Linked DNA regions of Sus scrofa: region 2 is linked to region 1. Evidence: chromatin contacts called from public HiChIP or PLAC-seq data. All regions are on one chromosome and are shown on one strand. The core of a region is the stretch at or near the end of the contact, and the rest is flanking DNA. Distances in the headings are between cores, read along the strand shown.

The links. HiChIP or PLAC-seq counts read pairs in DNA pulled down with a chosen protein or histone mark.
Region 2: a contact with region 1 is called in an H3K27ac HiChIP or PLAC-seq map of skeletal muscle. The contact joins two enhancer-like sites. A contact is called at or near these places in 2 of 5 promoter capture datasets (fetal liver and fetal skeletal muscle), 1 of 47 Hi-C or Micro-C datasets (skeletal muscle) and 1 of 2 datasets of contacts at active chromatin or transcription factors (skeletal muscle).

What each region holds. Positions count from the first base shown.
Region 1 is chr1:34,051,855-34,059,375 of Sscrofa11.1, forward strand. All of the region lies in intron 12 of LAMA2 (laminin subunit alpha-2), which reads right to left. Among named protein-coding and RNA genes, the nearest start is that of LAMA2, 300 kb to the right of the region's middle. Within about 2 kb of position 5,442, at least 15 of the 83 cell types and tissues checked have an H3K27ac peak or open chromatin away from gene starts, as enhancers often do. A contact at or near this core is called in fetal skeletal muscle and skeletal muscle, where this site is marked.
Region 2 is chr1:34,369,821-34,377,110 of Sscrofa11.1, forward strand. It overlaps the pseudogene LOC100157252. Among named protein-coding and RNA genes, the nearest start is that of LAMA2, 14 kb to the left of the region's middle. Within about 2 kb of position 2,046, at least 2 of the 83 cell types and tissues checked have an H3K27ac peak or open chromatin away from gene starts, as enhancers often do. A contact at or near this core is called in fetal skeletal muscle and skeletal muscle, where this site is marked.

The sequences.
Region 1 (7,521 bases), core at 4,192-6,691:
GTGCAGTTAATATAGTTGAATAGCTTTAAGTTTAAAGCAGCATGGAGAGAAAGGGTCACCGCAAGATGAATAAAACACTGTTCCTCTCTTGAAATTTAAAGTCAAGAGGAGGGAAAACACTGTTCATAAATGATACTTTTCCATGATAAAATAAGGTATTTCAGCTGGAATTGTCATTATTATATTGCCAATAATATAATTGTGGTTTTGATACATGAAGTGTTCATTGTCATGCCATCTGTCCCCAGACCAAGGCTGTTCTTAATCTACAATAATGAATTTGGGGATACTGTTTGTCTTAATCTAGTTACACTTTACATTTCAGTGCTTTAGGCCTTGATTCATTACTCACAGTTTCTGCTCTTACATGAAACTGTGTCATGACTCCCATGGCAATGAAAATTTGATGTTTCTGATACTTGAAAAACAACAACTATGAATTCTGGTGAATTCCGGTGATGTAAGCCAAGAGCTTTTGGCACTGAGATTGTGCTGATTGGCATACAAGTGACAATTACCTCCTCCTTTGTACATGTCTAAGAAGTAAAGAGAGAAAGACACGTCTCGACTTTTACTAGGTTTACAATGGAGTCTTTTAACACAAACTACTGGTTACTGGTCTAAGTTTATTTTTCTCAAGGGACTTAGAAAACATTTTACAAAATGTGACAAGATCTCTCTATATCTGAGCTTCAGAACTATCTCTTCAAGTTATAGAGAGGCTGAACTGCCCAAGCCTATAAATAGGAAGTTGTCTTTGCCTGTGAATGACAGTCTGGAATAGATTACATCCTGGAGTCTTCAGAAACCCTGACATTTGTATAAACTTGTCTTCATTTTTTTTCCTCTGTGAAAAATATTAAAAGGGTCTCAACTAGATCATTTAAAATCTTAAAGTAGGAAATACCTCATGCTTTATTATGAAGAGGGCATTTTAAAAAGGGAAAGATTTCAGTTTATTTGCAGCATAGGAACAGATTATCTCCATGGAAAACACAGTGAAATGTCTACAGGAGAAAGACTGTTGCGGCAAAGTAACACGTAGCTCTTTATGCTACTATGGTGGTCTCATTGAAGATAGTCCGTTGACATTCTTTCCTCTAGTATAAAAGGAAGGCTGAATTTAACCCAAAGGAAAGTAGACAATTGCCAACAAGATTTCTAAGACTGACCAAATGATTTCATATTCACATAATTCATATAATTAACATAATTGCAAACCTAATAGGCATAAACTGACTATAGAAATCAGCTGTTGGGACTTGTATATGAAAAGAAGTAATATACTGGTTTAAGATTCTAAAAATATGTATTTTGTATTCAAAACACATTATTTGTATTCATTTGCATTTTAAGAATACAATTATAAAACTTATTTTCCTCCTCCAAAATCTAATTTCAAAACAATAGCCTCAGCTCATGTTTAGGTATTAGTATGTTTTTCCAATAATTATAATCTATTCCATGTATTCCCAATAACTTTATTTTGTAATTGTGCAAAAATAATGATCATAAAGAGAATATTAAGAATGATACTTTATATTAATGTTCTTTTAGTATTAAATTAATAATAAAACTTACTAATAAAATTAAATAATTTCCATTAAGAATGAAAATGGACCTCCTATATCCCTCCATGATGCAATGCTGACTAGCACTTATCATGATAAATATCTCTACTTATAATGTAGATTATGACATAAGCCCAAGAAAATGTCTTTCATATCTCAAGCATTAATTAATATCTGTTGTAACACAGCATTATTCATTACACATTCCAGAAATGCAAAAATCTACTTATTGTAAAACTACCTCAAGGCTATTCAGATAACCATGTGTCTCCATCCTCATTTCAAGGAACATCATTTTAATTATAAGGATTACTTAATATTTATATAATGTGCCAGAATATGCTCTAGGCAGCCCTAATGCATGAAAGGCATGTTTTGCCCTAAAGAATTGTCTCCTATCCTCAAATTGACATGAAAACAAAGAAAAATAGTTTTCATAAAATATAAATAATAAAGTTCCCATCTCTACGATGGTGTTTATTTCATAGAATGTAGCTGCAGGTTACTGTAGTTGTACAACTAGAGATTCCATTTCCTAGCTGATTTGTGTGTAATTTGTTTCATTTGTAAAACAGAATTTGCTTTCTGATTCATGATTTCTGTCATCTATCGAGCTCATTTTTGCTCTGCACAGTAGGGCATAGACAACTATTATTGTCCTGGTTCCTACTGAAATCAGTAGGCAGCAACTTGTTTGTAGTCACTGATTCTATTTCTTCTATAGATCCTTTTCAAAAACCAAAGGGAAAAATAAATGAATTAGCCTCTTACCCCAAATTCTGTTAGTCAACTAAAATCTATCATATAATTTTGCATACTGACTCAAGTTAATTTTTTAGGGCAATATCAAGGGAAAACAAAGGGATAAATAATAATCTAGTTCCTATCACATACCAGAGGTTTTATATATTATTAAATGAAATAATTATGATAATTCTATGAAATAGCATTTACAGTCTCCATTTTATAACTACAGTGATGAAGGATATGAAGTGAAAGAATTTCTGTAAGATCTCATAGCTAGGTTTAAAAAACAAAATCAGGGGAGTTTCCTGGAGGCCTAGTGGTTAAGGATTTAGTGTTGTCACTGCTGCAGCTTGGGTTCAATCCCTAGCCTGGGAACCTTTTCAGGCTTTGGGCACAGCCAAAAAAATTAATAAAAAAAAACAAAATCAGGTCCATTTGACTTCATCATTTCTGCTATTATACCATACAGCCTTGGGAAATACACATGGGCTGGTATCATAGCATTCTCCAGAAATGCAGTATTGTGGCATGGAGTAGCAAAGTGATATCTCTAGTTATTTCTTTCTTTCTTTTCTTCTTTTCTTCACACCTGAGGAATACGGAAGTTCCCAAGCTAGGGGTCGAATTGGAGCAGCTGGCCTACACCACAGCCACAATGCCAGATCCCACTCACAGGTGCAACCTACATCACAGCTTGTGGTAACACTGGATCCTTAACCCAGTGAGCGAGGTCAGGGCTTGAACCCACATCCTCATGGATATTAGTTGGGTTCTTAACCCACTGAGCCACAATGGGAAAAATAGTGAGAAAAAGAAAAGACTTATGATATGGGGGAGTGGTCTAAATCAGAAACTTTGATACTGGGTTATAACTGCAGCCAACATATTGTACATAACCCTTTATGAATCTATTGGGAATAAAAAAATTTAATCTGAATAATCCCTTGGGGGCCTATTCGTCTTTTAGCTTCTGGAAGATAACACAGATGACTTTAGGTTTGGTAATGAATTTTTAGATTCAATACCCAAGGCATGAGAGAAAAATTAATAAGTTGGACTTTGTTAAAATTAAAATGATCTGCTCTGCAAAACACACTGTCAAGAGAATGAGAAGACAAGTCACAGTTTGGGAGAAAGTATTTTCAAAAGACGTATTCAACAGAGACTTATCTACAAAACATACAAAGAATGTTTAAATCTCAACAATAAAAAATTCAATAGCCCAGTTTAAAAAGTGAGCAAAAATATAAACGGACCAAAAGATGAACACCAAAGATTTTATACAGATAGCAAAACAACAAATGAAAAGATATATCATTAGGGAATCATGAATTAAAATGAGATGCCACTACACACCTTATTAGAACACCTTATACCCACAATCTGACAATACCAAACACTGGCGATAATGTGGAGCAGCAGGACCTCTCATTCATGTTGGTAGATATGCAAAATGATACAGTTACTTTGGAAAGGTACCAGAAGTTACTTAGAAAAGAAATATTCTCTTCCCATAATCTAAAGGGGTTGAAAACATAAATGCATGAAAAATTTATGTCCACAGGAAAATCTACCTGTGGATGTTTGTAGCAGCTTTATTCATTTTTGTGAAAACTTGCAAGCAACCAGATGTCCTTCTATTGGACGAATGGATAAATTACCTGTGGTATACCCAGAAAGCAAGTATTTCTCAATGCTAAAAGCATTGATCTACCAATTCATCAAAGACATGAAGAAACCTTAAATGCATTTTTTTGGCCGATTTGAAACCAATTTAATCACAATTTCATGTTATAATACAGAGACACACATATCTATACACTTGCTCCACACGTGGTACACACAGAAAGCCACTGGATACTCACTTTCCTGATGGTTTGCTCAGGAAAGAGGGGAAACAAAAGAAGCAGTTTCGGTTTTGGCTGAAGTGGTGGGAGTGACAGTGAATTGCCAAGAAGATCCCATCCATGGTTCTTGCACAGGCTGTCCAAAGGGTCACAGAATCCATCCCCTCACCCCCCAGGATAGATCACAGAGTTTGCGTTCACTATCTGCCACTGCTTTGGAGGTGTGCTTCCTTCATCTTTGATTTAAGCTCCCCCCTTGTTTTCGGCACCCAGAGCCTGTGGAAATCTCCTGGCCAGGGATCGAACCTGTGCCACAGCAGCGATCCAAGCCACTGAATGCATCTTATTAATTGAAAAAAATCCACCAAGAAAGGCTACAAACTTATGATTCAACTATGTGACATTGTGCAAGACAAAACTATGGAGACAGTAAAGAAGAAATTAGCCTTTCCCATCTTTGCCACTTCTTCTAACAAAATAGAGATTATGAAAGTAACATATATATTGAAAAATATGTGCTGCCAAAGCAGTGTCATGTCTGCTGAGGGGATGCAGAGCAATAGAAAGGCAGCCAGACCTAGGACATCATAATAAACATTAAAAATGCTTTAAAATGTATAAACCACTCTCGCAGAGAATGTTTTGGAATCCAGCAGACTAAACAGCACCAAGTTAAACATTTAAATTAAAAGCTACAGCTGGCCAAATATTATTGTATCTGTTTATTTTATTACCTGAAAAGGCAGCTGCATTTTAAATGAAAGCAAATTTAAACTTACTTAACTTCTTTAATTCCACAGCTTGAACCCTACATTGATGTTGCAAAACAAATGTCATGATTTTAACTTACCTTGATCATAAAGTAAATAACCTACTCTTTTTCCTGTGTTGCATAGAAAAATGGAAAGAGATCTGAAGGGCAAGTCAGAGGGTCATAACTCTTAACATCAGCCTGGCCTCCGAAGAAGCTATTGGGGTGACTTAATCTCTAGCAGTCTGAGTTTCCCCAACCCATTTCATGTACTCCCAACATGCAAAACAGATAAAGACATCCTGGTTTTAGAAGGAACACTGCTCCCTGTCTGCTACATCTACTTCCTGTCCCAGCACAGGAAGACCACACAGAACACAGTGTGAAAATCATTTAATAGAATATGGCTCAAATTATTTCCAGTTCTGAAATCTTTTGTTTCTATGTAAATATTCAAAACATCCTAACTTCCCCCTGCTCCACAGAGACCAAGACTTTTACTCAAACAATGCTGCTCAGGCTCATAAAATTTGAGAGCCAGAAAAGAATTTGGCAAACTATTTAGGTCATCTGCCTGGCTCTGAATGGACATGGCCTTAAATGATCCCGGAATTATTTTTTCAAAACTATTTAGAAAATCCAGACAGGCCCTTCTGAAGATATCCCAACCAAGTCCTTTTTCTACAGTTTGAAAAAAAATCATTTAGGATAATTCTACCTATATTTCCTCTTGTTCATTTTCTATGGAAACAGATGTAATTACTATTCACACAGAGCATCTATTTTTTCACTCAACAGGGAATTAGACTCCTAAGCAACATTAAGCAATCTACTGGGTCCTAAAGTACAAAGGTAAACAGAATCCAGTTGCATCCAGGAACTCACAGTTTAGGGAGGAATATATGTGTGTGTTGGGTGGTGGGAAGTCTCAGGGGATGAGCACACGGAAGGCCTAACTCCTGGGAGATGAGGTGGTCAGAAAAGTGTCCTACAGAAGTTAATGCTTGAACTGCATTTTGAAGGATGATTACAAGTTAGTGACTCAGGAAAATGGTACCAGGGAATTTCAGACAAGAGGAAACAGTGAAGTAGGAAAGTTTGAGAGAGCATGGGATACATATGGGCATTTTAACAGCTGGACCACAGAGTCCTGCCTAACCCCCCCACCCCCAGAAGCTATAAGTCCAGAATAGTGCAAAGATATCACTGTACCCATGTATGAGAATAAAGCATTAGAATAGGGAGGCTGGAGGTAGAAAGAAACATAAATGACTTTTTTCTGTAATTTAGGTAAGAAATGATGTAGGTTCAATACCGACTATTCAGTATCTTAAATCATTTTAGTTGCTTTGCGCTGACACCTCCCACCTTTTCTATGGCTAGGCTTGTGTATCATCAAGGCATCTGGATATGGACAATAGCTCAGCTGGAAAGATTTTATTGTTTTTCAGTTGGTATCAAATAGCCACTTCACCACACTTTGGAGAGTTATTATTTATTGTTAGTAGTCAGCTGATTGCATGATTCTACTTGGTGTTAGAATCATAAAACTTTAAATCTGTAAGACTTTCTAATTCATTTGGTCTGTTTGTTTTCAGATCATGTTTCTCTGAAACCTAGCTTTCTTTTGGGGAAAGCACAGATGAGACTATGGAATAAAATGCGACAGAGCTCCTGGCCTTGTCACCCAGCATAACTAGAACCAGCTCTGTCAGTCATTGTAACCAGCACTGCTCCTTGTCTTCGCTGGTAACCAGCACCACCATGGCATCTAGTGAGTGATTTTTCTTGATTTTGCGTGTTCTAATTAAGATTTTGTTGGTAAAACAGATTCTGTTGCTAAAATTATAACCTCCCCTCTAACTTCACCAATGAAAAATTCAAACACAATGAAGTGAAGGGTCTTGCTTGTGTTTGTATTTAGCTAGTGGGTAGCAACAGAGCTCAAACAGCAAAACTGTTAATACAAATTCAGGAAGAGCTGGAACCTCTTCTAGAATTTGAAACTGTCCCTAATCCCCAAGTCATATTCTGGTCTTGCCAACTCTCCTCATTCCAGACATTAATGTCAGTGAATTTCAGACTTCCTATTAAAAAAGAAAAACAGATTCTAAGATTCATTTTCTTCCTATGTGAATATGTGTTTACGTGTGTTGCTGTTTATAACGAAACTGACATATAGATTTGAATTTACAAACTTTGTGATAGCTAAGAAAATATTATTTAGCGTTCCCTTGCACAGGCTAAATTATTACTATTGGGTAAAAACATCAACCTCTGAATTCAGCCTAAAGCACGTGGCAGGATTTTTTATTTTTCTCAGTCTTGCATCATCTACAGATACTTAATGGATCATCGGTAATTTTTAAAAGTAAACATAAAAGAATGGCTCTCGAAATTTTATGGGTAGAGAATCACTTGGGAAGCTTGTTTAAAAATGTAGATTTCCACACTTTTCCCCCAGATCTCCTGACTGAATCCAAGATAAGGATCAGTAATAACTATTTTTTTTTTTTTTTTGTCTTTGCCATTTCTTGGGCCGCTCCCGCGGCATATGGAGGTTCCCAGGCTAGGGGTCTAATCGGACCTGTAGCTGTCGGCCTAC
Region 2 (7,290 bases), core at 796-3,295, 310 kb after region 1:
ACAGCCCTAGTCTCCATGCTGTTCAGGAATCCACTGTAATTTAAAAGAATAACTTAAAATGAAAAATCTATAAGTGAAAACAGCACAGATATGAAAGGAACAAAGTATAATTCAAGATAAAATTGTTAAAACACTAAAAAGAGTAAAAACTTAGAAATGCTGTTTTATAGTTGACTTAGGAGTAACAGATTAAATCACATCATTAAACCATATGGGAATAAATTTAGTAAAACAAAAATCCCCAATACAATATTAAAAGCTATTAAAAATGAATTGCATGGTCAATATATGATTTTATTGTCAAGTATGTATGGTTGTTAAATTATTTCTGTTTAAAGAGGAAGAGATATTAAATTTTAAGTTTTCAGTAATCATTGCACACACATAATCTGTAGAAGTGAGAATAAGAGAAATCAACCCCACAGGCTAATCACAAAATACAATTATTTTATATGTAATGTCTATAGCTCTACCTAGAAAAAAATATTGTTTAACTGTTAAGATTCTAAAATATAGAAAAAAAAGGTTAACAATTGAAATAAGAAATAGAAAAATAAAAGAAATATATGGAAAATAGAAAAAATAGAACTTTATGAATAAAATTAAATCAAAAACATCTATGAAGAAAGAATAAATATAATCAAGACAAAGTCATGGGTTTTTTTACTCTAAAACTCTATAAAGAATCAGTTATTTTAAATGCATAATTTAAGACTAAATATGAATTTTAAGATTTTGACCTAGTGTTTGTTGTACATTCAGTTCTACTTAAGACCTCATTTAAAGTAGATTAAAAGTCGTTCTAGTTTTAGTATTTTGAAAAACCTCTCTACTGTTTTCCACACTGGCTATGCAAACTTACATTCCCACCAACAGTGCACAAGGGCTCTCTTTCTCCATATCCTTACCATTTGTTATTGGTGGTCTTTTTGATGACAGTCATTCTGATAGGTGTGAGGTGATATCTGACAGTGGTTTTTATTTTCATTTCCCTGAGAATTAGCTATGTTGAACAGGTACCTCAGCCTACTGGTTATGTGCATTTCCTCTTTGAAAAACATGTGTGTTTAGTTATTCTACCCATTTCTTAGATAAGGAAACTGATGTCTATCTCATGCTTATGAAGATAATGAAAGTTTTTAAACTGGGAAGTAACATGATCAAATCTCTGTTTGTGATAAATAATTCCATCAGTGTAGAAGCTTGTTTAGAACAGATGAGTAAGGAAAAGTGGAAGGAAATGACCCTAACAGAGCAATGTATTCTTCATTCATTCATTTATTTATTCTTGCAACAACTCTTTATAAGAGTACCTGCTATGAGCTACATATTTGAAAACAAGATAGTCAAGGCCCTACTGTCATAGCCTTACATCCAGTGAAGAAACAAATACAAAGTTTTAAATGTCATTACAAATTGTTATAACACTATGAAGGAAATAAACAGGGTGATAGAACTGTAAATGTAAGGTGAAGTTTCCTTAAATAGGGTGTCAGGAAAGCCTCTCTGAGGAGGCGACACTTAAGCTGAGATCTGACAGAGCACAGGACTCCAATGAATGCAAGGTCACTGGAGAAGAGAAATTATTTTGGAGATGTTTGAGTGAGTGCATTAACAAGACTTGCTAACCAACCGGATATAGGGATTTAAGGATTATTCTAAAGTTTCAGGTTGGAGCAACTGGCTGTCTGGCAGTGTTAATAACTGAGATAGGAAATACAGGAAGACGGCCAGGTATGAGTTAGAAATGTTGAGGTAATTACCACTGGAGATGTCTAGTTGGTTATTTTTAGTTCCTCTGATCACATTTCATAGTCATCCCATGAACAGATGACACAGTCAAGGGATGAGATTTCTCTATTAAGTTGAGGAATGGGTATAAAGGGAATAATTAGAAGACATAGCTATCCTAGAAACAAATGTGAGAGTACAAAATGTGAGAATACGTTCATTTGCACTAAATGCTCCACTAGAAAACAGACTCTGAAGGAAACATATTGCTGCTAACATTTTATTGGGAAGTATAATGCCAGGGGAATCATGAACACTGGGAAAATGGAGTAGAGCTACTCTTCCTTTAAAAGAAGGGAGAAGAGAGAAAAAGTTATCTATTCACTCCCATCCCACTTTGATCAAAGTTCATCTTTTAGGAATCGGCCCCTCACACTTCTGAGCTTCACATGTTTGGTGCTTAGAAAAATGGAAAGCTGCTGCCTATGTCTTAAAAACCAGTGGCAACATGGAATATAGAAATGGGAGGCAAGAGGGAAGTCATACCCAGACAGTAAAGGGGGATCAGCAGCAGGCACAGTGGGGGTGTCAATCGAAAGCAGGAGCAGCTGTCATAGCAGTGACCTGGCTCCAGGCCATGGGATACAGCAAGCCGCTACTATAGGCAGAAAGCACAACATGAGCACAGACCTGGGGTGGTGTATAAATTGAAGCCAATACACAATGAAGACGATGAGGGACAGAGGAAGGAGCAGAAAATGTGGTAAGAGAAAAGTCCAAGGTGATAGGGTCAGATCATTTAAGCCTTTTTACAGACATTTGTTTCACCCGGAGTGAAAAGGGCAGCTATTCCTATATTGCATTTTTAAAAGATGTCTCCAGTTGCTGTGTTGAAAATAGACTGTCAGTTGGCTGGCTACTGCAGAAACCCAGAACTTGTAATGGTGACTTGAACTGGAGGAGTAGCTGGGGTGGAGAGAAATTATAGATTCTGGACACATTTTAAAGGCAGAACACACTGAATTTCCTTGCTTCACACTTTTTATAAAATCAAATTTCCAGTGGATAAGAAAGCTAACTTTCAAGACTATTAAAAGTGAAATCATAAAGCATTAAAAAAAAAAATACAGTTAAAGATAGGGAAGATTTAACATTCCAAAATTCAAAATCCACAAACAGTATCTACATTAAAATAAATGAACAGATATCAGAGAAGTAGAAAATATGTGTAACATATAAGAGATATAAATTTAGTAAGTAGCATAGATAAAATACCCTTATAAATTCAACAAAAAATGGCAAACAATTCAACAAAAAAAGTGCACAAAGAATATACAGAGGATATTCACAAAAAGGAAATGTAAATGGCAACATATATACAAAAAGACATTCAACCTTGTAAATTAGTAGGAAAACACAAATTAAAACAACAATGAAATGCCAATTTTCATTTATCCCAATGGCAAAAGAAATAAACTGAAACATTCAAAAGATTGGACAAAAATCCTATTATGTCCACGGATGTGTATAACTGACCAATACATTGAAAAGCATAAATTGACAAAAAACATTAAAATGTAAAATGTTTATCCTCTCAACCCAACAAGTCTGCCCGATATCTATCCTAGAGAAATAATCTCATATCATTATAAAAAGGGTATGCAGAGTTCCCATCATGGTGCAGTGGAAACGAATCCGACTAAGAGCCATGAGGTTGCGGGTTCGATCTGTGGCCTCCAACAGTGGGTTAAGGATCTGGTGTTGCCATGAGCTGAGGTGTAGGTCGCAGACGCAGCTTGGATCTGGCATTGCTGTGGCTATGGTGTAGGCTGGCAGCTACAGCTCCAATTGGACCCCTAGCCTGGGAATCTCCATATGCCGTGGGTGCAGCCCTAAAAAAAAATAAAATAAAAAGTAAAAACAGTATGCAAGATTTTCATTGTATTATTGAAAAATCAGAAGTTTCTCAAATTTCCACCAACAGAGGGCTAGATAAACCAGTGAAGCACACATAGCAGGTAAAAAAAAAAAAAAATGAACTATATCCACAAGTCCTGACATGAAAAGACATCCATATAAAATTTACCAAAAAAGAAGTTGTGTGAACACATAATATGCGTGTGGCCGAAGGGTATGATGACTATCTGAATAGAAGTTTTCTGATTCCCCACAGTTGCAAGGTTAGACAGAGAAAAATGAAGTGATTATTAAGTATTTAAAACATTAGAATAGCATATTTTAACAGCTCAATTTTAAAATTAGTTCTTGGGAATACACTTGACCAAAGAGGTGAAATATGTATATGCTGAGAACTATAAAACATTAATCAAGGAAATTAAAGAAGATGTAAAGAAAGGGAAAGATATTCCTTGATCCTGGGTTGGAAAAATTAATATTGTAAAAATGGCCATACTGCCCAGAGCAATCTACACATTCAATGCAATCCCTATCAATTTACACGTGGCATTTTTCACAGAACTAGAACAAACAATCCAAAAATCTATATGGAACCACAAAAGACCCAGGATTGCCAAAGCAATTCGGAGGAACAAAAACCAAGCAGGAGGCATCTCTCTCCCAGACTTCAGGCAATATTACAAAGCCACAGTCATCAAGACAGTGTGGTACTGGTACCAAAACAGACAGACAGACCAATGGAACAGAATAGAGAACCCAGAAATAAACCCAGACACCTTTGGTCAATTAATAATTGACAAGGGAGGCAAGACTATAAAGTGGGAAAAAGGCAGTCTTTTCAGCAAGTATTGCTGGGAAACCTGGACAGCTGCATGCACACCAATGAAACTAGAACACACCCTCATACCACGCACCAAAATAAACTCAAAATGGCTGAAAGACCTAAATATAAGACAAGACACCATCAAACTCCTGGAAGAGAACACAGGCAAAACAGTCTCTGACATCAGCCTTACAAATGTTTTCTCAGGTCAGTCTCCCAGAGCAACAGAAATAAAAGCAAAAATAAACCAGTGGGACCTCATCAAACTGACAAGCTTTTGCACAGCAAAGGGAACCATAAATTCTACAAACTTACCCCCAAAAGTCATTTGAAAGTTTATTTATTTGCATTTCCTATATTTGTATTTAATTTTGTTATGAATTTTTAATTTAAATTCTGTTTTAGTCTTTCTGATTGAAGGTGGCAAACACTGACTAAAAAGAATTTAAAACTTACTATTTAAATTCTCAAAACTAAATACATGTAAAGAAATCTAAATAAACTTTTAAATGATACATTTTGTAAGTTTGCAATACTTTGATATTGCTAAGGCTTAAAACTGTGTGTGTATATATGTATGTGTTTGTATGCATATATCCTAGACATATAAAAGATAAAATCAAATTCTTCTAATAGGCATTAAAAAAAGAAAAAAGCAAGACATCAGAAATAGAGATATAGACCATGATTCTTAAAAAAAGAATCAGATATTAAGTATACCAGTTCCTCTCAAAATTAATCAATACCAGAGTTCCTGTTGTGACTCAGCAGAAACAAATAAGAGTAGTATCCATGAGGACACAGGTTCAATCCCTGGCCTTGCTCGGTGGGTTAAGGATCCGGCGTTGCCGTGAGCTGTGGTGTAGGTCTCAGTCACAGCTTGACTCTGGCATTGCTGTGGCTGTGGTGTAGGCTGGCAGCTGCAGCTCCAATTCGACCCCCAGTCTGGAAACCTCCATATGCCACAGGTGTGGCCCTAAAAAGACAACAAAAAAAGTTAATCAATACCAATTAAAATTCTAGAATTATTTATAACATCTAACAAGGTGACTCATTAAAGAAAAAAATATTCTGATACATGTTAGAGATGGTAAGTAAGACTTTGTCAAGAGGGAATATTTGAATGGGGGGTTTGCAACAGGGTAAAGAGATCAGGCTCAGCTCCAGATACAAGAAAAATAAGTAGATTTATAGGCAACAAAGAGGTCAAGTTGGGAGGGATGGGAGTCAGTGGTAAAAAAAAAAAATTCATTCCCAAGAGCAAGGGTAGGGAGATTCTGCTAAACAGACTTAACAGGATTCTTGCAGAAGACAGGTCAGGGCAATGAGATAGGGAGGGCGGAGAGTGCTAGGGGATGAGTGCTTTGATCAGACATCAAGAGTAGGGTTAGTGGAATTCTTGCTAAAACTAGACTCTACAAAAATGGTGTCTGAAGCCCAAGCTCCAGGCCTAGTCCAGAAGATGGCTTAGAAGAACCTGACAACAGTTTGATCAAGGAGAGTGTCTTTGTTACCCTAAAGTTCTTTTTGGGGAAAAAAAAAATGGCTACAGTTAGCCAAAACAAAATTTTGATTAAAAAAAATAAAAGATTGCAAGTCTCGGTTCTGGCACTGAAGTACCAGAGTCATCCACACCCACCAGCATCCTGGACCTTAGCCAACATCCAGTGCACCTTCATGGCCATCGTGTAGGGCGCACTGAGGCCTGGTAGGCAAGATCATCAAGGTCTTCGAGCAAGAGGGATTCTGTATGGTGGCCATGACATTCCTTTGGCTCTCTGAAGAATATCGGGAGCAGCAATATATTGACCTGAAAGATTGCTCATTCTTCCCAGGGATGGAGAAGTACATGAACTCAAGCCCAATTGTGGCCATAGTCTGTGAGGGCCTGGATGTGGTGAAGTCAGAGATCCTGATACTTAGAAAACAATCTAGCAGATTCTAAGCTGGGCACCATTCTCAGGACTTCTCCATTCAAGTTAGCAGGAATATCATTTGTGGTAGTGATTCTGTAAAAAGTCCTGAAAAAGAAACCAGCCTTTGGTTTAAGCTGGAAGAACTGGTTGACTGCATGTCTTGTGCTTATGACTGGATTCATGAAAAAGAGGTTGAAAAAGCAGCAGTCTCCTTGGGCACCACTGGATGTATTCCTGGATACAACTCTTCTGACTTGGATGCAGTAGGACTAATCATTCTTTTCTAAAGCGTGTTTGCCAATAAAAACTTTAGAATTTTTTTTTTTGGAGATACCTTAGAAATCTATACATAGAACTTCCATATGACCCCACAATCCCACTCTTGGGCATATATCCGGACAAAACTCTACTTAAAAGAGACACGTGCACCCGCATGTTCATTGCAGCACTATTCACAATAGCCAGGACATGGCAACAACCCAAATGTCCATCAACAGATGACTGGATTAGGAAGATGTGGTATATATACACAATGGAATACTACTCAGCCATAAAAAAGAATGACATAATGCCATTTGCAGCAACATGGATGGAACTAGAGACTCTCATACTGAGTGAAATGAACCAGAAAGACAAAGACAAATACCATATGATATCACTTATAACTGGAATCTAATATCCAGCACAAATGAACATCTCCACAAAAAAGAAAATCATGGACTTGAAAAACAGACTTGTGGCTGCCTGATGGGAGAGGGAGGGAGTGGGAGGGATTGGGAGCTTGGGCTTGTCAGACACAACTTAGAATAGATTTACAAGGAGATCCTGCTGAGTAGCATGGAGAACTATGTCTAGATACTCATGTTGCAACAGAACAAAGGGTGGGGAAAAAAAAATGTAATG